Regions from separate parts of the Mus musculus genome. Here region 1 is linked to region 2. Evidence: chromatin contacts called from public HiChIP or PLAC-seq data. All regions are on one chromosome and are shown on one strand. Each heading gives the region's core, a stretch centred on a gene start, on an enhancer-like site or on the middle of the called end of the contact. The rest is flanking DNA. Distances are from core to core; before and after follow the strand shown.

What was found. HiChIP or PLAC-seq counts read pairs in DNA pulled down with a chosen protein or histone mark.
Region 1: an H3K4me3 HiChIP or PLAC-seq map of the SCID.adh cell line shows a contact between it and region 2, with 18 read pairs. The contact joins the promoter of Ptch1 here to the enhancer-like site in region 2. A contact is called at or near these places in 10 of 39 promoter capture datasets (the 3T3-L1 cell line, cranial neural crest, embryonic stem cells and 4 more), 11 of 484 Hi-C or Micro-C datasets (the C2C12 cell line, the G1E-ER4 cell line, the MC38 cell line and 4 more), 19 of 115 datasets of contacts at active chromatin or transcription factors (the 230-238 cell line, the SCID.adh cell line, Th17 cells and 9 more) and 2 of 9 other capture datasets (adipose tissue and liver).

Annotation. Positions count from the first base shown.
Region 1 is chr13:63,563,573-63,567,797 of GRCm38.p6, forward strand. Ptch1 (patched 1) reads right to left here and starts at 2,163. Exons shown (of 24, transcript NM_008957.3): 1 at 1,790-2,163; 2 at 51-243. The coding sequence starts at 1,948. RefSeq lists an enhancer at 2,722-2,901.
Region 2 is chr13:63,501,823-63,505,925 of GRCm38.p6, forward strand. No RefSeq gene overlaps it. Among named protein-coding and RNA genes, the nearest start is that of Ptch1, 62 kb to the right of the region's middle. Within about 2 kb of position 2,614, at least 1 of the 459 cell types and tissues checked has an H3K27ac peak or open chromatin away from gene starts, as enhancers often do. A contact at or near this core is called in the SCID.adh cell line, where this site is marked.

The sequences.
Region 1 (4,225 bases), core at 913-3,412, 61 kb after region 2:
AGTAAAGGGAAGGAAGACGAAGGACGCGCTAGCGGCGCCTGATCGCTTACCTTCCACCCACAGCTCCTCCACGTTGGTCTCGAGATTAGCTGCCTTTAATCCCACAGCGAAGGCCCCAAATATGAGGAGACCCACAACCAAAAACTTGCCGCAGTTCTTTTGAATGTAACAACCCAGTTTAAATAAGAGTCTCTGAAACTTCGCTCTCAGCCACAGCGGCGCTTTCCGGCCAGTAGCCTTCCCCTGGGGACGAAGCAGAAGGGAGGAGTGAACGCCGGGGAATCGCTGTCCCCCGCACACCCGCCCGGGGATCCCCTCTGGACAGCAGTGTGGGGCGTGGGCGCCCGCGGCGCAATGCCTCTCCCTCGGACTGGAACCAGGACCATCCAGAGGAAGCCCTGGGGGCGTGGGGGCCTTGGTTGTAAATCAGTGAGACTGCAGCGTGGGAACTGTACTCTAGGGACCAGGGGGCGCCCCCACGCGTGGCCTGAGCGCCAGTCCTGAATGAGACTTGGGGTGCTGGGGAGAGAGGCTAACTGAGAAGCCACCACCAGCAGCCATGGTTTAGTACCGGGGACCTGGAGGGAGGGCCTGAGTGATCCTAGCCGAGAAGCCCAACACTAAAGAACCCCCAGGAAACGTCCCCCCTTCCCTAAGTCCTGCTCCAGCCTGTGGCCTCCTCCAGTGCCCCGGAGGCCGAGTGAAGGGCGCAAGCGCACTTAGGGACAATCTACAGCAACCGTGGTCCATCTGGCCCCGGTGTGGCTGTACGCGAGGTCCACGTGGTGAGCCCCGCAGCCAGAGTTCGGTCCACACTCTTTTCCACAGCCTTAGGAGACACCGCGGGAGCTCAGTTAGGAAATGCGGCAGCCATCTACAACTTACACTATTTGTGCTCGGAAGAGGGCGGCCACAAGGATCTTTCCTCCCTCTCCCATTCCCTCCTGGTGAACTCTTTAAAATAGCCGAGTGCACAAGGAAGAGGCCCAGGCCGGCGCCGGCGGGGGTCCTGGCTGGGCGCAGGCTGCTCTCCGGGCGGCGGAGCCCGGGGTGCTGGCCAGGGCCCCTGCGGGCCCCAGGCTAGGTGCTTGCCTTCCCCGGATTCCACACATTTCAGCCAGCCTCGTAAACACAATGAACCCGGCCGTTCCGCACACCCGTACCGAAGATTTAAGGTGGCAACTTGTTTACAACTGCCCCCCTCCCCGGCAGGCTGGGAGAAGAGGCGGCCCAAGACCTGGAAGAGAGGGGACGTCCTCTCCCGAGAATAATTTTTAAGGGAGCAGAGATTTCAAGCTCAACGAAAGCAGAACCGGCTGCCAAAAAAGGAAACCACCTTTACTTTGGCTCCCTCCCCTCTGTCTCTCTCCGCCTCTCTCCACTCCGCCTCCCCCTCAAAGAGGTTAAGAAATGTGGCAACGCCGAACTTTAGGCTGCAACCGTGGGCAGGGGCGCGGGAGAAAGGCGCTGGGGCCGAAGGCAGTGCCGCATTGCGGCCGCCCTGGAGGTGGTCCACTCAGGACGGTTTCCAAAGCTCCGGAAAAGGCACACCAGGGAGGGCGTGTGCGCGCGCACACACCACACACACGCACGCACACACACAGGCACCCCTCCACCCCCTGCGGACCTCAGACAGCCCTTTCCTCCAAAGTCCGGAGGGAGGGTTTGAATTTTTCAACCTTCACTTGTCTGCTGCTTTCTCAGGAGTGTGTGTGTGTGTCTGTGTGGCAGGGATCCCAAGGAGGAAGAAGAGGGAAAAGTGAAGAGGGAGGAGGGGACAGAAGTGCACCTTGGAAATCTGCTCCAGAGCGAAGGCGGCGTCGCAGTAGCTGGGCCGGTGCAGATAGTCCCGGTCCGGCGCGGCGCGGTGCGGTCCCCCGGTCCGTCTGCGCCTCCCGCCGCCGGCCTGCCTGCCCAGGGCCCCGGCGGCGTTACCAGCCGAGGCCATGTTGCCGCCGCCGCCGCGGGCTCCGGGCGCGCCTGGGCGCTCGGCTCGCGAGGACGCTGCTGGCCGCCGGGGACTCCGGCTCCGGGTGACAGACCCGCTGCTGCCGCTCACACGGCGGGCGCTGCGGGTGCTGCGGCCGTGGCCGCTGCCGGGGACTCAGACCCTGCGCCTTCCATTGCCACATTGCGCGTGAGTCCCGAGGTCTTTGCGGCCGCCGCTGCCCACATCCAGCTCGCGGGAAGGCGAGAGCCGGCGCTTCCAGGGCGCGCCTCGCGGTCCCCAAGTCCCCCCCAGACGTCCCCGCCCCGCGCCGCGACCCCTTCACGGCAGAAGGCGCGCGCAGACCCCCGCCGCTCGCGCCGGCTCCCTCGGCGCCCGCTGCGGGCGACGCGACGGTACCCGGCGAGTCTCAACGATGCCGGGCCGGGGCTGCCGCTGCTGCTGCTGGTGCTGCTGCGGCTGCGGCTGGAGTTGGCGGTGGCGGCTTCTGAAACGGCTGGTCGCTCTCTGGCTGCTGGGTTCGCGGTGGCTGCTCGGTCCCGGACTCTGCTTTCTTGTTCTCCTCACCGACCCGCTGGACCATTCTGCCCCCGCGCCGCGCGCTTCTTTCGCTACCGGGACCTGGGGACTCCGCTCTGTGTGTGTGCAGCGGGCAGCGGCCGCAGCAGCTCCTTGACTCAATAGATGAGATGGAAGAAGAAAAAAAAGAACTCTCTCCATTTGGAGAAAGAGGAGGAGGAGGGGAGGGGGTGGAGGGGGAAAGAGCGAGCGAAAGAGAAAAAGGCTGGAACTCCCGCCCCCGGGGCTGTCAGATGGCTTGGGTTTCTGCAACGCGATTGGCTCTTGGAGGGCAGAAATTACTCAGCAAACATGACTATTATTAGCTGCTTAGCAACAGCTCACCAAAGTAGAGAGACCACCCAGGTAGGCAACCCCCGTGTGTGCATCCCAGGCTTGGGGGTGGGGGGGCGCTCGCTCAGCGCCAACCCTCTCGCATGCAATACTTCCATTAAGGAATGCTCCCCCCTCCTTTCTTTCTTATTTCTTTTCTTTTCAACAGTGTCTTCTTTTTCGAGACGCCTTTTGCGAGCGCGCGCGCACACACACACAGACACACATACACACGCACACACTCACACGTACAGGAGCATTTGCCTCGCAATAGACATGAGGGATAGGTAATATATTTTTTTAAGCGCTTAAACAATTTCTGAGATTCCTCAAAGAAAACCCTTTTAGAGGCACTTTGGCCTCAAGCTGCAGCAAATACTGGGAGGTCCGGCTTGAATTCCCAGGCCTGCACCAATAATGACAGGGTGGTGGATAGTGCGCCAGTGTGTGCCAATTTTTTTTTCTCCTCTTTTCTTTTATAACCAAAGGCAAGACTTAGACTCTCGCAGGGAACAACGCCTCGTATTAAGATAAACAAAATGGAAAGTTAAAGAGGCGAGCAAGGATGTTGGGAAAAGCCAGCCCTTTTAAAAACCCCTCTCACTCCTCTATCGCCCCCCTCCAATACACAATACAGTCCAATTTGAAAACGTCTATAAGGAGACTCCAGACAAGTCTGCTATTTTATTTGAATTTTTAATATATAAAAAGCAAATCTTTTCAGCAGGCCAGAGAAATGGAAATGAGAGATTTCCTGATATTTGGAATTCGTCTGGATCCTCATTAATTAATCACATTCTTAAAGTCAGTTTTAAACTTTAAAACAAAATAAAGCTCGATACACACCCTGTAACATTTAATAGCGTGACGTAGAAGAGAATAAAGGCTTTGATGTGGAATTCATTTTAAACAAATTGTTCATAGAGCGCTACGATTTGTCCTGATATTGTGTCCAGTGTCACCAAGACATTCAGGGGATTCACAACAACAAACAACAAGAAGAAGAAAAATGCGTAGTGGGGAGGGGAGTGAATGTTGGAGCCAGCAACAAATTAAACTGTCTACACAACTACGCTCTTTAAGAAAAAAAAAAAATAACACTTAAGAAAGCACATTCCATTCTCCAATAAGTTTTGAAGTTCCTCCTCCCCGCAGTAGACACCAGACCCAGAAACACGGGATTCTGCTACGTCCTATTATTTTTCTTTTCCGACTTGAACTGCAGAAGGAACCGGAGTAGTGAGGAGTCAAATGAACCCGTGAAATGGGGCAGTGTGGCTTTAAGATGCACACGGTGTGTGTTCATTGAAGAAAAAAAAAAAAAAAAAAAGAAGAAAGAAAAGGAAAGAAAGAAACCCAGATGGAGGGAAAGGGGGGGGAGGAGTG
Region 2 (4,103 bases), core at 1,364-3,863:
TTTTTACTTTTTTTTTTTTTAAAGATTTATTTATTGATTATATGTAAGTACACTGTAGCTGTCTTCAGACACTCCAGAAGAGGGAGTCAGATCTCATTACGGATGGTTGTGAGCCACCATGTGGTTGCTGGGATTTGAACTCTGGACCTTCGGAAGAGCAGTCGGGTGCTCTTACCCACTGAGCCATCTCACCAGCCCCTTACTTTTTTTTTTTAAGATTTATTTTTTATTATATGTGAGTACACTGTAGCTGTCTTCAGACACACCAGAAGAGGATGTCAGATCTCATTACCGGTGGTTGTGAGCCACCATGTGGTTGCTGGGATTTGAACTCAGGACCTTCAGAAGAGCAGTTAGTGCTCTTACCCACTGAGCCATCTCACCAGCCCCTAAATAGAAATCTTAAGAGGCAGATAAAAGCACAGTACCCATAGATTTGTATTGCTCTTCTGGTCTCCAAGGGCACCACACACAGGGCACACACACACACACACACACACACACACAGATAAAAGTAAGTCTTGAAGCGTGAAGGGGAGCTCTGCTTTTCACTCATCTGTCTTTTCATTTTTGTCTTAGAATGCCATCTCATTAGAAGACTTGGCTGTGTGGTAGGGGATTTCAGCAAGGTCTCACACCTGCAGATGCCTCCTCTCTAGGCCTGGTTCACCTCTAGGCTTGGTTCTCAGATGCCCTTTTCCAACCCTATCATCTACCTGTCACTCATCTTTGCTATTTCCTTCCACAGCTCCCTCTGCTGTTGGTCCCTGGGGAGTCTCTGCCAATGAGCCCTGTTTATTGGGCTCAAAGATATATAACCTGGGGCCTGTCACAGATCAAGTAAGAAACAGTTTTCCTTTCACTGCTACACAGGGACGGGCTTAACTATCTTCATCTTTTTATGTATGTGCACATGCATGTGTGTGTGTGCACATGTGCATGCGGAGGCCAGAGGGCCATCTTGGGTGTCACTTCTCAGGAACTTGCCACCTTGGTTTTAGTGACAAAACCAATTGCTTGCTGATTAGGATAAGCTGGCTGGCCAGTGAGCCAGAGGGATCCTCCTGCCTCAGCCTCCCGAGTGCTGGAATTATAAGCATGCGCCATCTTGCTCAGATTTTCACATAGGTCTGGCAATCCAGTGCAGGTCCTTTTGCTTGCAAAACAAGCACTTTAAGGACTGAGCTATCCCCTGGCTTTATTTGTCTTATAGATGGATTTCAGTAGGCTTTGGTGCTGGGAGTATCTAGCCCGAGTGATGACAACAGAGAGAAATCTTCTCAGGGAGAGGGGATGAAAGAGCAGCCCAGCTGTGAGTTTCACATCCATGAGTTAATTCAATTTTGAATTAACTTTGAGTCAACGTTGAGTCAAAAGCATTTGAAAAAAGTTATATGTGTATGGAACATTTTGACCTTTTTGTTATATTCTAATTGATATAGGGTAACATTTTTCATAGCATTTACATTGTGCTATAAATTATATAAAGATGATTTAAAGTAGTAAGTAATGTAAAGATCATTTTAAGTCTGCAGTAGGATGTCTACAGGCTGCATGCCAATGCCACACCATACTTTAAAAGGAACTTGAACATCTGAGGATTTAGGTGTCAGTGGGGTCCTGGATGCTGAGGGATGACAGTGGAGAGTGGGAAATCCAGAAGGGGCCAGATGTCACAAATGTACTCCTTTGAGAGTGTTTGAGCAAGCATGTGCACACATGATACATTTTGCAGTAGACCTTGGCTCTGTATTCAGCAATGGAAGAATAATTCATAAATTCAGACAGTCTTCCATTCCAACACTTTGAAAATCCCCCTGTAATTGTGTGTACCTTATGATTACAGGCCATTAGTGACCATTAGTAAATGAAGTTAGAGATTTCAATCGTGAAATGCAAACCTAGTTTCATGTATTAATTGCTTCTAATTACGGAAGAACATTTTAGCCAATTAGCTTTTGGAATTTAGGTGTAATCAGAAGGAGAATTCAGAGATTTGCTAATTGCTTCCCTCAGTGCTGCTCTTTGCTTTAGCACAAACATTTGCTGAGTGTGCAGGGTGGCAAGTATGCTTCTGGAGGTGCAAGACTTTAACATCAGTGTGGATGTGAGCCCTCTGTGTCTTTGAAATTAACACATAAAACAAATGGGGGAAGATGAAGACAATGAGGTAACAAATACCTCCATTGCTGAGGGCATTAGCAAGCCATATTGACTCTCGATGTTACAAAGTTTCAAGGGTCTCTGGCAGCTTTAAACTTCTGTGAATCAGACATCTTGGTTCCTGGTAGCCTTCCATGATGCCATGCAAGGTAGGAACTTTAAGGAAGGACAAAAATGCCCATCATGAGATGGGCAAACCTACCTCAGAGTTCAAGCATGAAGGGCTGCCCTTTCTCCCATCTGGTAGACCATGGACTCCCTGAAGGAGGTCATTGGCCAGTTCTTTTATTTTATTTTTTGTTTTCTAACAGCCCTGGCTATCTTAGAAGTTGCTTTCTGTTCATCTGACCTGGTCCTCTCTGATGGTGCTCTTGGTCTGCTGCAGAGGGACTCCTGTTGTTCTCCATTCCTGCCTCATCTTGCTTTTTCTCTGGCTGCAGAAGCTTTCAACACGAGTTCACCTGCTTCTGCCTTCGATTCACATTTATAATTGCAAAGGGGAGCCTTTGGCATCTCAACTCAGGCTTACTCCCACCGTCCTCGTTATTATATAATAACTCACCAGTCAGAACTTGCTCATCGACTCCTCCCCCATCAACATAATTTCTCCCTTTATACAAATAAACCAGGTTATTATCCACCCCGCCCCGCTTCCCGAAAGAACACAAGCTGTTGTCCGTTGCGTGTAAAGATGGTGTCATTGATAAGAGGCATTTCCTGCAGCAGCTCTCTCAGGAACAACTTGCTTGGCTTCATTGCCCTTGCTGTGCACTCTGACATCACATGCTGGTACCTTCAGATGAATTAAGATAACACTCTCCAGGAAAACGGAGTGTCACAGAACCTCCCAGACTTCTGCCAACAGTCATGGCTTCTTGCTGAGGTCTCTATCTTAAAAAGGGGAGGAACGCCCCTGTGTCTTGGCAGCGGTGGTTCTCTTTAGCGGTGTGTTCAGATTTTTGACATTGCAATATGACATTATCATCTCTAAAGTTCACGCTGGAGAGCCACACAGTTGAGTCGCTCAGTCCCTCTGAAATAACCTCATGAAAAAGCTTTCATGCTTTAAGTTTGTGGATCTGTTTCTGGACCCTATGAAGAGCTTGCCCTGGCCACACAAGGATGCATCCGCAGGCTGCACAGACACCTGAAGATTGTAAGCTCCGTTCCCTTTGCTTCAAGAGGAATTCCTACAGAGATGCCATGACTTCATGTCAAAGTAGTCATATCACATGGGAACATCCCAGCTGTGCCTTCTGGGTCACTTACATTGGGTACCATTCTTTTTGTAACAGAGCCTCAAGCCCTCTGTTTGCTGGAGTTCCATGATCTGAACAGGCCAGGGTATCCCTTGAAGAGGTTCATGATGACAGTTCTAATTTCCTGGCAGTACACCTACGCAGAAAATGGTGGCCAACACATCCTCTACTACTGCTGTGTTGAATGATAAAACAGACTCAAGCTTACAGTGTATGTTCTCATCACGTACAACCTTCATTAAAAGCAATTAACATCTGGGCAAAAGGTCTTTTCAGATGACAAGGAGACCTCCATCTCTTCTTTTGGGAGGTCAGTTACTCAAACAAAGCAACCGTCTTTGTATCAGCATGGTTGCTGCCTGGAGTTCAGAGGCCTGGAGCTTTCTAGTAGCTGTGGTATAAATGATGTGGAAAGAATGGAAGGGAGAGGGAGAGAGAGAAAGGAGGGAGAGAGAAGAGACAGGGAAGGAGGGGGAGGAGGAAAAAGAATGTGAGGGGTTATATTTACCTAGGTATTGAATAAAGATGGTAGATCTTGATACACAGTTTAATTAAAATTTTATCCCAGGCTGTGATTAAAAATGAAGTTATTTATTAGCTATACATTAATTATAAGACATATAAACCAGCTGACAAGATGGCTCAGCAGATAAAGGTACCTGCTGCTAAGACTGACAACCT